Regions from separate parts of the Mus musculus genome. Here region 1 is linked to region 2. Evidence: chromatin contacts called from public HiChIP or PLAC-seq data. All regions are on one chromosome and are shown on one strand. Each heading gives the region's core, a stretch centred on a gene start, on an enhancer-like site or on the middle of the called end of the contact. The rest is flanking DNA. Distances are from core to core; before and after follow the strand shown. Region 1 overlaps 1700016B01Rik (RIKEN cDNA 1700016B01 gene). Region 2 has its middle 7.6 kb from the start of Gm36274.

The links. HiChIP or PLAC-seq counts read pairs in DNA pulled down with a chosen protein or histone mark.
Region 1: a contact with region 2 is called in an H3K4me3 HiChIP or PLAC-seq map of embryonic basal ganglia, with 4 times the contacts expected there. The contact joins two enhancer-like sites. A contact is called at or near these places in 5 of 484 Hi-C or Micro-C datasets (cerebellar granule neurons, cortical neurons, embryonic stem cells and 2 more), 5 of 115 datasets of contacts at active chromatin or transcription factors (embryonic basal ganglia, embryonic forebrain, embryonic hindbrain and 2 more) and 1 of 9 other capture datasets (embryonic stem cells).

What each region holds. Positions count from the first base shown.
Region 1 is chr5:112,164,781-112,169,203 of GRCm38.p6, reverse strand. It overlaps 1700016B01Rik (RIKEN cDNA 1700016B01 gene), which reads right to left. Exons shown (of 2, transcript NR_166436.1): 2 at 3,957-4,111. Among named protein-coding and RNA genes, the nearest start is that of 1700016B01Rik, 11 kb to the right of the region's middle. Within about 2 kb of position 2,248, at least 9 of the 459 cell types and tissues checked have an H3K27ac peak or open chromatin away from gene starts, as enhancers often do. A contact at or near this core is called in embryonic basal ganglia and embryonic forebrain, where this site is marked.
Region 2 is chr5:111,552,219-111,556,683 of GRCm38.p6, reverse strand. No RefSeq gene overlaps it. Among named protein-coding and RNA genes, the nearest start is that of Gm36274, 7.6 kb to the left of the region's middle. Within about 2 kb of position 1,448, at least 79 of the 459 cell types and tissues checked have an H3K27ac peak or open chromatin away from gene starts, as enhancers often do. A contact at or near this core is called in embryonic basal ganglia and embryonic forebrain, where this site is marked.

The sequences.
Region 1 (4,423 bases), core at 999-3,498, 610 kb before region 2:
AGATCCCCAGAGCCCACGTGAAGTTAGGAGCAGTAGTGCACGTCTGCAATCCAATGTCACATACTAGTTTGGGAGGGGGGAGATATAGTCTTGTGTATGCAGTGGTGAACAAAAGAGCCTGTCTCAAATGAGGTGGAAGGGAAAGACAGACATCTGAGGCTGTCCTCTGACTTCTACATGAGCACCACAGGGAATACACACCTATAAACACACCCATGAACACACACACACATACCCATGAACATACACACCTATACACAATCCCATGAACACACACACACCTATACACAATCCCACGAACACACATACATACCTATACATACACCCATGAATTTACACATACACCTATACCCATACCATGAACATACAAACCTATACACACTCCCATGAACACACACACACACACACACCCATCTATACACACACCCATAAACATACACACCTATATACACTCCTAGGAACACGCACACACACACACCTATACACATACCCATGAATATACACACCTATACACACCCCCATGAACACACACATACAAACCTATACACACACCCATGAACACACTCACACACACACACACACACCTATATACACACCCATGAACACTCACACATACACGCCTATACACACACCCATACATACATACCTATACATACACCCATGAGCACACATATACATACACACTCAAATCTTAAAAAACAACCAATCAAACCAACTAACCAACCAACCAACAAACAAAAATCTTGAATCTTTTGGACCCACACCTCACACCTGGAGGTCTCTATCAGACCTGACTCCAAACAGTGGTGAAGGCTCACACACAGAAACACCTGTGGCTACCATCATTAAGAACCGTTCATCCAGTCTCGAGGTCTGTCAGACGGGAACAGCTGGTGTGCCCAGCATGCACGCAGTTCACTAAAAGGTGTGTTTCTGCAGGGCTAGGATCCCCGTTCCTCTAAGAGTTTCATCTTTGCACTTATTCTGTTTACCACAGTGCGCTCTGGGTATAGACAGCATCCTCAAAATGCCTATTTGAGGTTGAGAGCTCAGGAGGCCAGTGCCGGGCTGTGGGTCAGCTCAGAGATGGGGATCTCATAAGGCAGACCCGGGACTCAGTCTTCTGCATGACCCAGCAATTAGAGGGCGTAAAACAACACAGAGAGCATTTACAAAGTGGAACCCAGAGGCTGTGCCGCATCAAAACAAGGGGCTTCGTGAGACTCACAATGCACCCTCAGCCACCCAGATGATGCCTGCAAGCGACATCTGTGAGGCCAGAAGATGTTCACAGAGGACTTTAGCCAAAAGCCAGCAGGAGCCTGGGGCCATACTCAGTGGTCTGTGCTCAACCATGGAGACGGAGGCCCCGAGCTCCATTCTCAGCACGAAAGCCAACAACAAACGTTAAATAAGGATGTGACTGCCTCATGCCACACAATCCCCACTAGTCTATGCACACAGGGTGGGCATATATTTATTTTATAATGTTACTGAATAATTACATTTATATATTTTATTGTATGCTTACTGTTAAATATGTTTGTGTGTACTTACTTGTATATTATTTATATGTAAATGCATGCATACACTGTGTGCCTATGAACACACACACACGTATGGGTTTTTTTGTTTGTTTGTTTGCTTGCTTGTTTATTTTTGTTTTTTCGAGACAGGGTTTCTCTGTGTAGCCCTGGCTGTCCTGGAACTCACTCTGTAGACCAGGCTGGCCTCGAACTCAGAAATCCGCCTGCCTCTGCCTCCCAAGTGCCGAGATTAAAGGCGTGCACCATCACTGCCCGGCTACACACATATGTTTATCTAACAGACACACACAGCCAAGGGAAACTCTTGCAGAATATTGGCCATGTCTCTGGAGGGTCTGAGAATATATATTTTTTTCTTCTGTCTGAGTTTCTCCCTCTGCCACTTTACACATTTTCTCCCCCAGGGAGCATGTGTTTCTTTTGCTATCAAGGCATAATAATGACGTTTACTGAAGTGGGCATGTTCTAGACAGGGTGCGTGGAGAGCGGGAAGAGACAGCAGCCTGGAGGGAGGCTGAGGCCGAGGCCGGTCACATCACATCAGCCCATATGTGTGATATGACCTGGGTCTGGGGCTTTCTTGGTGGGAAGCCCCCCCACAGTGCTGGCTGCTCTTGGGTGGCTATGGGGGTGGCAGGCAGGAGCCGGAGCAGCTGCCTGGGGCCCCACTCAGCTCCTGCAGAGCAGGGCCTTACGGCCTTCCTCTCCCTTGCAGGGTCCCTGCAGTTGCTAAGCATGATTGACAGTAATTAAAACTAAACCAGTGCCCTCCTCACTCTTGCCATTTCTATGGGGTTTTTGTTCACTATTATCTACATATAGATTAAAAATTGTAATTGGGCAGGCGATCGGGTTAGGAGAATCCACCACCTTCACACTTGTCGCTGGCCGGGGACTGACACTTTGAAATTTTATTTAATCTGAGAAAATTGAGTTGAACTCTGGCACCCTGGAAGGGGGATAAAAAAAACAACATTTATCCTTCAGGGCTCAGGCTAGAAAATCTTTGCACTGCTGGTGGGAGGTAGGAGGGGCTCCACACACGTGGGGTAGAGGGGTGCGGGGACCTGGGCTCTGTCAGCAGCAAGCAGGGAGAGGAGGGAAAGTGATAGATAGGTCTTGGGAGACCAGGTCCCTCTTAAGATTTTTTTCTTTGTATTAATGTGTGTGTAAGCATATATGTGTGTATGTGTGTGTATGTAGATGTGTGTATATATGTATGTGTATGTATGTATGTATGTATGTATGTGTATGTATGTATGTGGGTATGTATGTATGTGGGTATATGTGGTGTGAATGTGTATATGTGTGTGAATGTGTATGTGTGTGTATGTGTGCACGTGTATGTGTACATGTATATGTATGTATGTGTGTATATGCATATGTATATATGTTTATATGCACATGTGTGTATGTATATGTATGTATGTATGTATGTGTGTACACATATATGTATGCATGTGTGTATGTGTGTGTGTATATGTGACAGTCCACTTGTGTGCATGTGGTCAGAGGACAACCTCAAGTGTCATTTTTAGGGCCACTGCTCAGCTTTTGAGATGGGATTTTTCCCATGGCCTGGAGCACACCAATTTGGTTGACTGTCCAGCGAGCCCCCAGGGATCCACCAGTCTCCACCTGCCCAGTGATGGGCTTGCAACATGCATCACCACACCTGACACTCTTGTGTGGGGCCTGGGGACTGAACTCAGGTCTTCATTGTTTTGTGGAAAGCACTTTACTGACTGAGCTCTCTCTCCAGCTCTGCCAAGACATTACTTTTGCTTTGTTTAATTTTGTTTTTGTTCTGAGACAGGGTCTCTCTCTTCTGGCTGTCCTGGAACTTGATATGTAGATCAGGCTGGCTTTGAACTCACTGAGATTTGCTGGGATGAAAGGAGTTAGACAACCATGCCCTGCCCAATGCATTCTTAGACTTGCTGTAGGCTAGGCTGCCCAACCCCAGGCTGCCCAACCCAGGCTGTCCAACCCCAAGGTTCCCACACTGTGCTGGGCGACAGCTCTGTGCTTGGGTCTCTGTAGTGCCACTCAGAAGGCACCCGTGTCTGCTGCTGCACCGTGTGTGCTGGGCTAACTGCTCCACAGGCTTCCAGACAGTTGTCTCTACCTCCTGTCTCTCTGTAGGACTGGCTGGTCATGCCACCCCCCTCTGGCGCTGCCTGGGTTATGGTGTTGGAACTCAGGTTGTCCCTTCACCCACAGAGCCATCTCGCCAACCATGAAGATTTCTTATGCAGAATGTGTTGCTAGCAGGCCATGCTCCCTGGATCATGCTGGAGTCTCTTGGCCTCGTGTGCACCAAGTTCGCCCGGCTATAATGGCACAAGAGCTGCACCAGGCCTTTTCAGGATGCCTGTGATGTTCCCCCAGGAATGAGCTTGCTCTGTCTCAGCTTCCTGTCAGTATAATGAATACTGGAGAGAGACAGGCTCATGAGAGGAAAAGGTTTTCTCGGGCTCACAGTTTCTCAGGGCCTGGTCCATAACTGATTGGTCCCATTGCTCTTCCGGCTATTGTGCAGAGGTACATCATGGCTGAAGTGCCTGATAAAAGAAAAACAAAACAAAACAAAAAGGCCCATTCCCTTCACAGTCTGGAACTGAGAGAAGGCAGGAACCAGAGCCTAAAGTCCTCTTTAACTTCACACCCTTAATTTCCTGAAGTCCACCCAACTAGTACCACTGTCACCTCTCTTTCTCTCTCTCTTTTAAAGATTTATGTATTTATTTATTCTATGTATATGAGTGCACTGGTGGTTGTGAGCCATCATGTGGTTGCTGGGAATGAAGGTTGCTCACTCCAGTCAGCCCCACTTGATTTATTTATCATTATTATCTAAGTATACTGTAGCTGTC
Region 2 (4,465 bases), core at 199-2,698:
ACATCTCTCCAGCCCCCCCCCAACAAACTTTTAGAAGAATTCCATAGACACATAAAATCCAGATTCCCACCTCGGTGCTGTGGGGTCAGACAAGAGCCCAGGAGAGCTGCCTGCACTGAAGACCTCCTTGAGTGCACAGGGAAGGTACTAGGTACATGGAGTTCCCACCCCACCATATCCAGCTAGTACTAGTTAGTGCTGAGCTTTTGGAGATGGGTGTGAGCTAGGCTCAGTTTCCTAAGGTGCCCCCCCACGCCTCCATTTTTTCCTGAAGTACGGTCTCTGGTCTCTTTGAGATCTGTAAGCCTAGCACCCCCAACAGAGAGAAGGCCCCTCTACTACTGAAGTCAGAGTTACAGGTTCAGACAATCACCCTCTCCCTCCCTCCCCAGTCTCTCTCTCTCTCTCTCTCTCTCTCTCTTTCTCTCTCTCGCTCACTCGCTCTCGCTTGCTCTCGCTCTCTTTCTCCCATGTTTATTTTTTTAATTCCAGGATGTTTGGTTTGGCCTGGCTCCAACTCACGGTGTTTTCACTAGGCCATCTCAGATTCCTCCAGCCTGGTCCCAGTTTTTCCTGTAGTGGGTGGGGTGGGGGGAGGAATGAGACCTCTGTCTTGGGGTTGAAGAAGAACCTGGGTCTTGGAGCCAGACTGCTCTGGGTGCAAATGCGGCTCCAACTCCAGGCTGCGCATTCTGTGCCTGGTGCTGTTCCAGCCTCTGAGAAGCTACATCTGAGAGCTTACTGGGCTCCTCACAGGGAATATAGAGCTGCTGAGACAGGACACAGGAGAAAACAGAGGAGGGGCCAGAAATCTCTAGAAAAGTAAGTTCTGCCGAGCCAGCAAGGTCCCCACAGGACTAGAACAGGACACAGTGCCTGTTTCACCAGGCTGAGGTCTCTGCATCCATCTCCAGCACTGCAAATGTTTCACTAAAACCCAGGCAAGGTACAGCCCTATGAAGGCTGAAGAAGCAAGATTACTGTGTGTTAGAGGATGCCTTCACCCTACATATGGGGAAACTGAGGCCCAGAGAGGCCATCAAGCTGCTAAGTAACCCTGATGTAACTTGAGCCCACCCTTGTTCCAGATCCTAGGCTGTACCCCCTCCTCCCTCTCCTCCCTTTTCCCCTACCTTCCTCTCCTTCCCTAGCTTCCAGGGAGGAGTGACCTACAATACCCAGGTCACCTGCTGAGCTTCATCACGTGTGTAAAAGTAGCAGCCAGCATGTCAAACTGCTTTCAGAGCTGGGGCTGCCCCCATAATGGCTTTCTGCAAGGAGGACGGGGGGGGGGGGGGGCTGGGGGGGCTGGGGGGGCGGCTCGGGCCTCAGGACCCAGGGGGAAAAAATGAGGCTCTTTGCCCAAGGTTGCCCAGACCAGGGAGAGACGCTACAGAGGCTGAGCCCCAGCAGCCCTGTCTGGGGCTGGACCCCTCTGCAGCCCCATTCTGGGCCCCAACCCTGCCCGCTCTTCCTCTGGACAATGTAGCCTTTCAGGGCCAGACAAAGGCGAGTTTAAAAGGCGAGAATTGTGTTTCCATGGCTGAGGGGCGGGGGGGCCGCCGGCGGGGAGGGCCCAGCAGCGCAAACCGTGGTGTATTTATGCCCGTCTGACACAACACAATTTGATTTTCCACATAAAAGATCAAATAATATTTCGGTTACAGTTAATTACGCAGCCCAAAAGCCCATCAAAGGCCCCTCTGCATCCACCCAGCCCTTGCTCTGTGGCTCCGCGTGCGCCCAGATTTCACGGATTGCTTCTCAGAGTCTGCACCCCTGCAGCTCCCCGTTCACAGGGGCCAAGGGGGCCGCTCCAGAGACTACCCAGAGAGTCCCCATCTCTGCACACGAGGCCTGATCTCCCCACCAAAATAACAGCCAAAACATCTTACAAGGCAGCAAGCCTTCCCGTGCCCCACAAGCCCCATCTCCCTGTGCTATTAGAGGAAATGGGGTCCAAGGAGGACAAGGGAGCTTATGGAGCCTGCTGCTGTGGCACAGCTACTGAAACTAGGCTGACATGCCACGTCTTAGTTGACCGACTTCTCTGTTTGAAGTGGAACTGCAAACTCCCAACCGTGTTTGTTGAGTGAACAAATAACTTGATGAAGGACTGACCAAGGGAGAGGATGACTATGAGGGAGGAAGGGAGAGAAACCGGAAGGGAGGGCGTGGGGTGGGGGAGGGGAGGGGGAGCTAGGCTCTACCCTGGTGATGGCAGCAGTGCTGAGGGCCTGCACCAGCGTAGCATCTTTTATCTTTTTCTCATGGACTTCCCTCAAGCTGACAGGAAACAGTGTTCATACCCGAGAGCCCTGAGGGCCCGGTTTAAGCAAAGGGTCCCCTCAGAACCTCAGCTCATTCTGTGCGGCATCGTGAACAATTCTCTCAGTGAACACTTGAGAAAACTCTAGAAAGACAGGAACTGAGGCGGACAGACTCTTAATCGGGATCTTCACAAGATAAATTCACCAACCCAGACAACAATGGACTCTCAGAATCAACCCAGAGCAAGAATTCGTGCTGGCATCTTGCCCAGATCTCCCAAAAAGCCCAGAGAGGGTATGCATTCGGCCAAAGATCACACAGCAGCTGGGCAGACTGGCTTTCCTGAGGTTGGATGCCCTCTGGTGTCCATCCCAGGGTAGCATCGTTCTGCCTTTTACAGGTTCTGTGTGGGGGGGCTGGGGAGCACTTAAGTTCCAAAGGTTTGTTAGAGCTGAAGACTCAGCTGGTATGTGCCCACACTCACCTTGCATCAGCCTGCGGATCCCCACACACACAGCCTACCTTGGAGATTCTCCAAGCACCCTAAGAAGGGTGCTCCTCCTGCAACAAGAAAAAGGAGTACTTAGAAACTTGGAAACTCCCCAAGAGGAAGCAACCTGCTCATACCCCAGTCTGCAGATGGAGGAAGGGTCATACAGAACAGGCCACTTCCTCTCCTGTGCAAAGCCCCCTTCATTCTCCAAGCTCAGGAGCCTACAGAGCCAAAGAAAGCTCAGACCACAAGCTAGCAGCCCGGGCCCAGCAGCTATTCTGGGCACGGAGGTTGTGTGGTGGAGACCAGCCTGAGCAGCAGCAGCAAAGGTGTTTCCTGTGTAGCTACAGCCGCTGAACCTGCCCTGCGCCCACCGCAGTCCTTCCCAAAGTCTTCACTCAGCGTCACCTGGAACACTGTCACACACACTTCAGCCCTGGTATCTGGTATTCTACACCCCAGGACTGAGATAGCTGAGGCAGCCCACCCAGAAAAGCCCACAGGGAGGTTCCAGATGGAGGTTCTTGTGGTGATGCTCTTTCTGCCACCTGTGGAACCCCAGAGAAAAGGAAACATGGAGATGATGATGTTGATGATGATGACAGTGATGACGATGACGATGATGATGATGGTGATGATGATGGCTGTGTGCTCCCATCCACAGACCCACTTCACTGGCTCTGTGAGGGTCAAGGGACACACACTCTGCTTTCCCATAACACCATCAACATATCTCTTACTGTGGGAACTGTGTGTCACTACCTTCTGCAGGATCTTTGCAAATGATCATCAAATGGGTAGATGAGTGAGATGTTGGGTGGATGGATGGATGGACAAATGGACAGTTGGGTGGTTGGATGGACAGATAGATGGATAGATGGATAATAGATGGATGGATGGGTGGGAGGATGAGTGGATGGATGGGCAGATGGACAGACAGATGGATGGACAGATGGTAGATGGATGGATGGATGGATGGATGGATGGATGGACAGATGGACAGGTGGATGAGTGGATGAGTGGATGGATGGATGGATGGATGGATAGTGGATGGGTGGGTGAATGAGTTGATGCATGGTGGGTGGGTGGAAGGACATGATAAATGAATGAATGTGATGGATAGGTAGGTGGGTAGACAGATAAGTGGATGGATGGAGTGGATGAGTAGAGAGATGGATATATGAATGGGTGGGTAAATGGGATAAATAGTGTAGATGAATGTGATGATGGATGAATCAATGAGTGGATAGGATGAGTGAGTAAGTAGATTGATGAATGGATGATAGATGGTTAAGTGAATATGATGGATGAATGGATAGGTGGATCAGTGGATGGGTGCATGTGATGAATAGATAGACAGATTGGATGGATGGATGGATGGATGGATGGATGGATGGATGGATGGATGGGTGGATGGATGGATGGATGGATGGATGGATGGATGGATGGATGGATGGGCGGGCGGATGGATGAGTGGATGAGTAGGTGGGTGGGTGGGTGGACAGATGGACAGGTGGATGGATGGATGGATGGATGGATGGATGGATGGATGGATGGATGGAAAGACGGATGGATGGACAAACAGGTGGGCAGGTGGATGGATGGATGGATAGATGGATGGATGGACAGATGGATGGGTGGATGGATGGATGGATGGACGGATGGACGGGTGGATGGGTGGGTGGGTAGATGTATGGATGG